3 separate regions of the Mus musculus genome follow, and all the other regions are linked to region 3. Evidence: chromatin contacts called from public promoter capture Hi-C data. All regions are on one chromosome and are shown on one strand. Each heading gives the region's core, a stretch centred on a gene start, on an enhancer-like site or on the middle of the called end of the contact. The rest is flanking DNA. Distances are from core to core; before and after follow the strand shown. Region 1 holds the start of Gmnc (geminin coiled-coil domain containing). Region 2 holds the start of Tmem207 (transmembrane protein 207). Region 3 has its middle 27 kb from the start of Gm20319.

Region 1 (3,094 bases), core at 342-2,841, 210 kb after region 3:
TTTTAAGAGCTCTCAAAATCAGTCCCCCGTGTCTAATCAATGTAATTTCCCATGTCTAATCTGCACCTCCTTATGTTCCTGGTTATAATATTCACAATAAGTGAAATCTCACTGTACATTAATCACACTGAAAGTGAATTGTAAAGACCTCCCACTATGACCTCGCAAATAAGTCTTTTGCTATTGAAACAAGATTATAGTTTGGGTCAATTAAATTTTCTTTTATTAAAACACACCCAAATAAGAATGTAGGAAAGATTAAACTGGAAAAGTAAGTTTATTAATTTATACTTTTATTTTTGGTTTAAAAAGAATTATTTCTTGCTTAGCGACACTAATAAAATATTTTTTTCTATGATGGCAAATTGTGTTTAAAAACAAACCTTTGGCTCTGATTGTTAACCAGTTTGCCCCACAGGGGGTAGTGAAGAGGTTTTGTGCAGCTTGTCTAATATTATCCTAAAGGGTTATTAAGAAAATTGCCTGTAACTTGTACCGATCTGTGGTTTCTGCAATTTCCCATTGACTTATGTCTTTTAATTCCCTGGTTATACACCATATCAGTTGTTTCTTAATTCACTTCAAGCCACATATCATTATGTCTGTTACTCAGAAGCCCCAAGTCCCTTGCCACCCTCAATGGTTATTTAATATGATAGTGGAGATTATGTAATCGACAATGAAACTGGATCGCAAGCTGAGGCTTAAGTTGTAAGGGGCAGTAGACTATTCTCAGATTGCTTCATGAAAGGATTTACAATAATAGCAACAAAATCACAAGTCTTAAAATTAGCATTATTTAAGTAGCCAGTTTCCTATCTATATTTAATTTTCTGGATTCTTAAGTTTTATATTTTAACTACTGCTTCTGCTTTCTCGTGTGTTTATATCCACATTCCTGGTCCCATATATGTCATCAATGAAGATTATTCTTTCTAACTGCTATAATATATTCATGAATATAAACTCAAAATAAAATATTGTAACATTTAAATTACAGGAAATATACCCTTTTTTAAAGTTGAGAAATGTATTCCACATAGTCATACTAGGTTTTTAAAAAAATAATGCTACCAAATTCTGGTAGCAAAATTCAATATTATTCGATGCTGTTATTATTAGTGTTATTTCTTCAATAAAAGCTGTATTGATAAGCTTGGCACAGCATGCATATGTGAATGTACATTTGCTAAAAGTATTCATCAACTTTCCATTTATATTGAATAGGCACATTTAAAGCCATATATACATTTTCAAAATATTAGGGGCTTTTTTTGTGTGCAGTCAATAACAACTAAAACAATTCCAGAAAGTTCTCATTTCTCCCCCACACATTGTGTGACAACTATTTCCCAGAGAGATTGCCCAGACCTGCAAATTCATACATGTAAGTTTATATGTAGCACTCTTACCTTGAGATGAAATTTCTTAGCCAGAATCGTGCACCACTGTCTCTAACATTTAACGTCTCATTACTCTCTGGAAACCTCACTACTACCTATAAATGTGTTCTGCTGGCTCATAAACAATTATATCATCAGTCCCCTCCGTCTGTAACAGGAGACCTTAACCACAGAACTGGGAAATAAAAGGAAGACTTGTGCCAGGAGCAATACTGATGCCAAAAACCTGCCTTGCAATGATTGGCTGAATGGGCCAACCAGTTGAGTTTCATTCACCACACCGGACTCTTGAGTTAACCTACAAGCATTTTTTTTTTCATTTTCTCTCTATTTTTTTTTTTCCTTTTCCAAGGTCCCCTTTGATTTCATGCTGGCTTTTTAAATTGAGGATAGAGTTAATTCACTTAACAATGCCACAGCTGGAATTAAGTATGCCTCTTTTACTGCTGGGCTGAGCGGCTGTACAGCCTGGTTGTGTCTTATTGGATGCCCAACACCCTTGACGGCTGTTGCTGACTGAGTGGTGCCTCTAGCGACAGGAAAGAAGTTAACTAATTATGAACATATGGTTTGGCAGGCACCTTGTTAGCTTGCTGCTGCGTAGGTGTTTGGAAGCAGGAGAAGGGGAAACTTTGAGGTAGAAGGTGCGGTTAAAAGTCCCACTGATAAGCCTGGGGGAGATTTGACTGATCCTAATCTATTCTTTTTGTCAGGAGTCAGCGTGCTTCTGGCAGCAACAGCTTGGTAATAACAGAGATTTGTGGCCCTTAAGCTCTTGTGGTGATAGCCGGCACACGACCAGACCAGTCAACTGGCTGCTTAAAAGGTCTCGCATTAATTGGCCATAGTGGTGAGAACAGAAATGAGAAGTTAGGTCAAGGTAGAACACATGGTCTACCTGAAATGGCTCACCATGATCAGCTGCACAGATGTCGTTCTTTATTGATGTGATCCACAGTAGAGGAATAAGAGAATCCTTGGGGAATGGGCTGCAAGAAAGTGTGTATAAGAGCAGCAAGTGTGGCCTCTGTGTGCAAATTACCTCAAGGAAAACACAGGTGTATACAGAATTGGAAGAAGAGTTATCACATTGCTTGTGGGTTATTAGATTAAAAAAAAAAAAACAACTGAGTGCACTTTATAGAAATGAAAAAATTAAAAACTAAACAGAGAGTACTGTAGAATTGAAGAATTCTGTGACTTTTACAAATATATCAGATAAAATAGTGTTTATTCATACTCAGTGATCAACAGCAAGTCATATGAAATAGGATATTTTCTCATAACTATGTCTCCGTATATGCAACAGACTTGTCTCATTATATTTTCTTTTGCTATTTGTATGTGTGAACATGTATGTCTGTGTGTCTGTGTGTGTGTGTGTCTGTGTGTCTGTGTGTGTGTGTCTCAATGGATTTGTGCCTGTGGTGCAGGCGCCAAGGAGGCCAGAGGCATCAAATGCCCCTGGATTTGGAGTTACAGTGGTTGTGAGCTTGCTGGACAGCTGGATGCTGGTGCTGGGAACAGAACTCTGGTCCTTTACAAGAGTAGTATGTGCCTGTAAGGACCAAGCCAGTAACTAGTTCCTAGTATTTATGATTTAAGCACAAACATTTAAACATTTCACTACATTGTTTGTTGTACTATAAAGGTTTCCACGTAATATGGGCCACAATGGACTTATTGTTTTT
Region 2 (2,775 bases), core at 48-2,547, 260 kb before region 3:
AAGAAAAGAGGTGTTTCTTTTTAGATACTCTTTTTGTATGCTACTTTGACTCTATGAATTGACACTCTCTTGTACAATGAGACATTCAAACATCACTTAATGTAACACTGAGGCTTGGAAAGGTCACTTGAAGCATTTATTTTTCCAGACTATCACATGTAAATATAAGTACAAATAAATTGTTACAAATTTCAAGTGATAGGTTTGGGGTTTTTGTATTTAATATGTGCATTCCCCTTGATCTCAAATGTGCCTTTCTTTTTTTTTTTTTTTTTTTTTAGCACCTAGTATTTATGCCATATGGAGCAATGGATTGGCCATCAGAGAGCATGGTAATGAACAATTTATAAGCACAGAAAATGAGTTGTATTCTCTTTTGCTAAAATGCTGCAAAGAGATTTGCATACTAACCGGGAGGAAATGAGCATTCAAATTCTGTCTATAAAGAAACTTTGTTTATGACGAGATGTAAACCATTTGGGATCTAGCTTAACAGATAAAACAAATTAAGCCAACCTTTCCCTTTCAAGTCACATCCCAGTCTTCTCTGTCTGTTGTACCCTAGCAAGGAGCGTGTGGTATCTCATTATCACCACCAAAGGGCCAATGCATTAGCTGCCAATCTCCCAGGCTGTTATGACATAAAGAAAGGAGGTCTTAATACGCTGCAACCTTCGATCTTTCAGACACCTTGCCTTCAAGTAAGAGACATACAAGGATGCCATTATTGGTTACAAAAAGATGCCACCACAGACTAGCCACATAAACCTAAATATGGCTCTGTCTGCAGCAGTCATCACTGAAAAACTGTCAAGAATCCAGGGAGCTGCAGAGATTGGTAAACATTTTCTAAATTAGAAGAGCCATAGTATTTTTTGTGTCAATAGTATTTCTGTGTTTGAAAACATCGCAAAGTATTACAAAATAAAGTGTACATTTACATCACGGATTTCAACAGCATTGCAGCTAGGAACAAAGAAATGAGACTTGAGGCCATGGATGTTCTAGTTTTCATTTTTGGAAAATAACTAATATAAATCATGGGGTGCTGGTAGAATCTTGAAGAGAATCCTTTACACGCAGTAGTTAAATCACACAAAGGACAAATTCTCAGTATATCAACCCCAAAGAGACCTCCAAAAGCTACTAAAAGCATCAATGATTACCTGGAATAGTGGCAAACACAGGCATCCCGCAGTTACGATTTTGGAAGCGACACGGAAAGGACTTGATGTTGACATGCTAAAAAGAAAGATGTACCCAGATACTGTGGCTTACTCACTCTAATTAACTCTCTCAGAATATATTAGCTGCTCTATGCTATGTGTCCTGCTGCAGTGTGCATTAATGATGGAGTATGTGACCACGAAAGGGCATCCAGGGACAGAATGTTAGCTGCATGCTCACAGGTACTAGGAGCTCAAGGAGTTTAAGGTCAGAACCCAGGGACTGTTTGTTAAGGCTTTTAAATGCTGACCTGCAAAGCCAGCTGGTTGTTTGAACAACTTTCAGTATTCAAGTGCATATTTAATTCCAGGGAACATGTGAGGGTTTTCTTTCTTTCTTCTTTTTATTTATTTATTGTTTATATAACACCTTGTACTGTATACATTAATTCAATCTTCTATGCTTTGTAGACCATCTTTGCTCTTCTTTTCCTACATATCATTTTGAGTAGGAGGTTGTCCTCAGCGTTGAGTCTCCAGTGATCAGATTAGCAAATTTAAAATTTAAAAATAGAGTGGGAACGGGTAGATATGTAAATATGTCCTTTCATAGATAACTAAAAATACTAGAAGTTAATTACTGGAAAATATCAGCTAAATTACAAAGCACCCTTCGGCCACAGCTTTACTTTTCTAGAATGTATCTACATCTTTATATATTGCTTAAATCTGTAAATGGTGCCTATAATAATTTGAAGTGCTGCTCACTGAAACACTGAATGTCCATCAACATGATCAAATACCAAATGGCTACATGCATGCAGCGGAATAGGAGGAGGCTATTATGATTATTTCCATGAATTTCTAAATATGAGGTCAGACACAGAGAGTGATGCAGAAAATGCTCTTAGTGCTATTTTTAAATACAAGTAACAAATGATAGAAGTCAGCCTATATAGCTTGTTACTATTATATATATATGTATATATAAAGGAAGGCAGAGTTAGTGGAGTTTTTTTCTTGTGTAAAATATGCTGCATATGCTTTTATGTGTACAGAATGTGACATAGATTGTCAAAAGTATTTGTAAAAGAGAACTGGAGACTAAGAAAAGAAGTGTGGAAGGGGAAAGTTTCACTATCAGTTTCTTGTCTGGTCGCTACACGTACATTTTGTCTATATGTCACTCAAATGCGTTCACATTTAAAGGGACAAATCTGAAATCAAATATCTAGAATTCAGATCATGGTGCAACCTAAATCCCACAATAGTTTACTAAATTCGATTTTAATTATTATATAGGAACCCATTTATGATTACATCCATAGATTACTCCGGAAACAAAGCTCCAGCTCTGAACTTGGATTTAAAGCTTCTGGATTATTTGCACTGTGTCTGGACAGGCGAAGCAGACTCAGTGACAGCCATGGTCTGTTTAGTATGCAGACACAGACACAGCCATGAATTTCAAAGCAGAGGAAGGGCTCAGTGCCAACACCAACAGGAGAAAAGTAAACCAAGCCTACAGTATTATTTGTGCCTCAGACAGCCTCCATTTTGAGTGTCTTTGAAGCCTGTAATTAAACAGAATGAAAAATAGGCTTTTCAC
Region 3 (3,186 bases), core at 64-2,563:
AATTATGAAAACTTTCAGGGGGAAAGTGGTTTCTGCGATGGAAGAACAAAGTCAAGTTTGGTAGAGATGAGTTCTAGTGTGATCTAATTTTTTTACACCCTTTTTTTTGGTGTTATTTCCTAAGCCTGCTTCCCGCAGGTCAGTTTCCGAAGCTTTGATCCAAGGTCTTGTCAATTTTTTTCTATGGTTGGTGTTAGGCATCTAATCTTCTTTCCCTTTGAGTGCTGGATTAGTTATGGATTATGTTAACTTTGCAGGGTATAATTTAAGTATATTAAATAATATTTTGATGTCTCTTCTTAAGTTTTTTCACTTTGTAAAGTAAAATATATTCTACAGATGGAATTGAGCCTTCCAAAGATTTATAAGCCAAAGTCCCACATCTCAACCTGCTGTGCTATATTTAGAAACAGGGCCTTGTGGGGGGTAATGAGAGCTGCACGGTATCATGAGGTTAGAGCTTGTGTCCCATAGATCTGGTGTCCATATGAGAGAAGAGCCTTTTCAGAGCACATCATGTTTGGGTGGGATCTTGGGAACCTGTGTGAGGACACTTTAGGAAGGCACACAAAAGAGAGGGCTCCAGAAACACAATTGGCTGTTACCTGGGTCTGGAATGTGCAGCTTATAGAAGAGGAACAGAATAACTTTCTGGGTAAGGTATCCAGCTACACATTCTGCTTTGTTAAACTTGTCCAACCTGAGTAACTACCGCACATGCATGTACACACTCACACACTCACTAACACACACACACACACACACACTCACTCACATACACTCAATCACACTCACTCACACACACACACTCACACATACACTCACACACACACACACTCGAACACACACTCACACACACACATTCACACACACTCACACACACACTCACTCACATACTCACTCAAACACACACTCTCTCTCTCACACACACACACACACAAATACAGTTATTAAATTTTAACTATATATGCTTGTTTTTCTGTTATCCTTACTACTTGTCTCTAAACTATATAATGCTGTCATAATGCTCCTTTTAAAAGAAAGTATTCTGCATGCAGGTGTTCATTACATGTCCAATTGTGTAATTGTCTTTAACTAAGTTTTCTCAGATGTGAAAGGCAAATGACTGTTTGCTTGTTGGATTGTTGTGCAGTTTTATCACTATAAAGCCTCAAAAATATACACGTATCCTTTTGCCACAAATTCTCTTCTCTACATTTTGCATGAACATAATCATCTCCCTATATTACGCTCCTATTCTTACTAACATAGCCTTTTCCTGTCCCCAGCTCCACTTTTCTCCACTGGCAGACTGAACCCTGCAAGCTCATTTTTTCTCATAATGGGTAGCCAAACAGACCATCCATTGAGGCTCCCAGTAGATCAATTGACAATTGATTCAATTTGGTCACTAGGCAACATATTTTGGGAAAAGCATGCTGTGAATGCTGTTTTTGGACTTATTTTCCAGGAATAAAACGTTCTGCAAATAATCTTCTGCTTTGTTCTAGGACTCATGCAAGCCCAAAATAGCATACATACTTTGTGCCTGCGTTTTCCCATCTTACCACAAGCTCTGTTTAAGCATGTAAATCTATATCAAAATGGCATTGATACTGGATGCAGATTTATGTTTGGAAGTAATAGAAAAAAAGAGAGAAGAACATTTGGAAAGAATATTAAGAGTTGAGATATCAGAAGAACCATATTTTTAAAGATGTATAAGCTTTAGAATTAGCAGCCCTTTCTTATCACTGCCTAGTTTGTGGCTTATGGGAACTCAGTCCTTATTTCAGGCTTTTTTTTTCCCAAAATGACCACTGGAGGGCATTGCCAGTCAGCAGAGATGGAGGTTTCTATTAAAACACAAGCCTAAAGAAAGTTACGCCACAAAAGTAAGATGCACAGCTATCGGATCAGACTATATGGAAACAAACAGAAAGCACTAACCAGTAACTAAATATTTCAAGGTCTTTCCTGCAACTGAGACTGACCTTAAAAAAAAAAAGAATTATAAAATGTGGTAGGGGTTGCCATAGTTTTAATGCTCTGCATGGCTTACTTCGTTGAATGGAGCATTTCCTTCCCAGGAGCACAGGCCTCATATCATTAAAATGGAGGATATTCTCTAACAATGTACTATACATTGAGCTACTAAAAACTCAAATTGGAATTTACTTATAATAGTGAGTCATCTTAATAATCAAAGGCAGCCAAGGCACGCCATTAGAAATTGTAAGGTGTTTGAAAACAGACTATTTAACATTTTATCACATCTGTAGATTCCTCATTAGGTTGATTTAAACCGTAAACTTATCTGTGAGTTTCCTGGGGCTGGATTTGAAGAAGTGATGACTGAGTCAATTGTCCTAGTGTCGAGGAAACTCTTAAGCTTCTGCATTGGCCACTAATGTTTCTGAGCACCTCGAGGCTGGTCCTCTTTGAAAGACTTCCACAGTGCAAACTCAACTATGTCCTTTATTTCTATGCCCTGGAACGGAAGAGGCATTTCAGATTTGGAGTGTGTTTTAAAGTGTGTATGTACATTGTCTGTAAATGGCTGTAAATTATAACCTCAGCTCTTGGCAAGCCTGTGACAATGGTTCTTTTAGATGTGGTGCTTTAAGGCAGGGGCAGATAGTAAGTTGACTAATTAAACACTTTAGTTTACATTCTCAAACTCCATAGATTCTAAATAGATGTGTACACCATAGGTTACATAAGCGAAGTTTTCACTTAGCTCCTTTTGGCTCTTTGTTTAGGTCAGGACAAGAGGCATCCAGGCATGGGATATATATTATATTTTCTTCTGTGTTGTCTCACTGCCTAGTTAATTTATTTCATATCAATTCAATATGATATCTCAATGATGCTAGGTTTATAACTTCAGACTCCATTTTCCCTTCATCTCCAAATTCTCATATCCAAATATTTACTATACAGCTCTGTGTGGCTGCCTATCATACACCCCAGACCTGAAGTATCCAAAATTTAAATTGCTGGGTTTTTTTTTGTCCTAAACGTTTTTCCACCTCAGCTTACAGCAACCTGTAGTCATTAGGCAAGTGGCAATGTTTTCCTTGATTATTTTATTTCCATCATAGCCCGTATTAAACTCGTAATCTGAAAAATAGTTCATTCTTGAACTGCCACCTCTCTTTCTTCTTTGGATGTTAGCTCTCATCT

The links. Promoter capture Hi-C pulls out the DNA fragments that hold promoters and counts their contacts.
Region 1: a promoter capture Hi-C map of hippocampal neurons shows a contact between it and region 3, with 5 times the contacts expected there. The contact joins the promoter of Gmnc here to the enhancer-like site in region 3. A contact is called at or near these places in 14 of 39 promoter capture datasets (the 3T3-L1 cell line, 3T3-L1-derived adipocytes, the C10 cell line and 9 more), 51 of 484 Hi-C or Micro-C datasets (the Ba/F3 cell line, the C10 cell line, ECoMG myeloid progenitors and 19 more), 3 of 115 datasets of contacts at active chromatin or transcription factors (astrocytes and epiblast stem cells) and 1 of 9 other capture datasets (adipose tissue).
Region 2: a promoter capture Hi-C map of hippocampal neurons shows a contact between it and region 3, with 3 times the contacts expected there. The contact joins the promoter of Tmem207 here to the enhancer-like site in region 3. A contact is called at or near these places in 19 of 39 promoter capture datasets (the 3T3-L1 cell line, 3T3-L1-derived adipocytes, the C10 cell line and 12 more), 1 of 15 datasets of contacts at CTCF or cohesin (pro-B cells), 13 of 484 Hi-C or Micro-C datasets (adipose-derived mesenchymal stem cells, cerebral cortex, cortical neurons and 7 more), 1 of 115 datasets of contacts at active chromatin or transcription factors (astrocytes) and 3 of 9 other capture datasets (adipose tissue, liver and macrophages).

What each region holds. Positions count from the first base shown.
Region 1 is chr16:26,990,061-26,993,154 of GRCm38.p6, forward strand. It overlaps Gmnc (geminin coiled-coil domain containing), which reads right to left and starts at 1,592. Exons shown (of 6, transcript NM_001013761.2): 1 at 1,413-1,592.
Region 2 is chr16:26,525,474-26,528,248 of GRCm38.p6, forward strand. It overlaps Tmem207 (transmembrane protein 207), which reads right to left and starts at 1,298. Exons shown (of 5, transcript NM_001101640.1): 1 at 1,167-1,298. The coding sequence starts at 1,241.
Region 3 is chr16:26,780,713-26,783,898 of GRCm38.p6, forward strand. No RefSeq gene overlaps it. Among named protein-coding and RNA genes, the nearest start is that of Gm20319, 27 kb to the left of the region's middle. Within about 2 kb of position 1,314, at least 9 of the 459 cell types and tissues checked have an H3K27ac peak or open chromatin away from gene starts, as enhancers often do. A contact at or near this core is called in cortical neurons and hippocampal neurons, where this site is marked.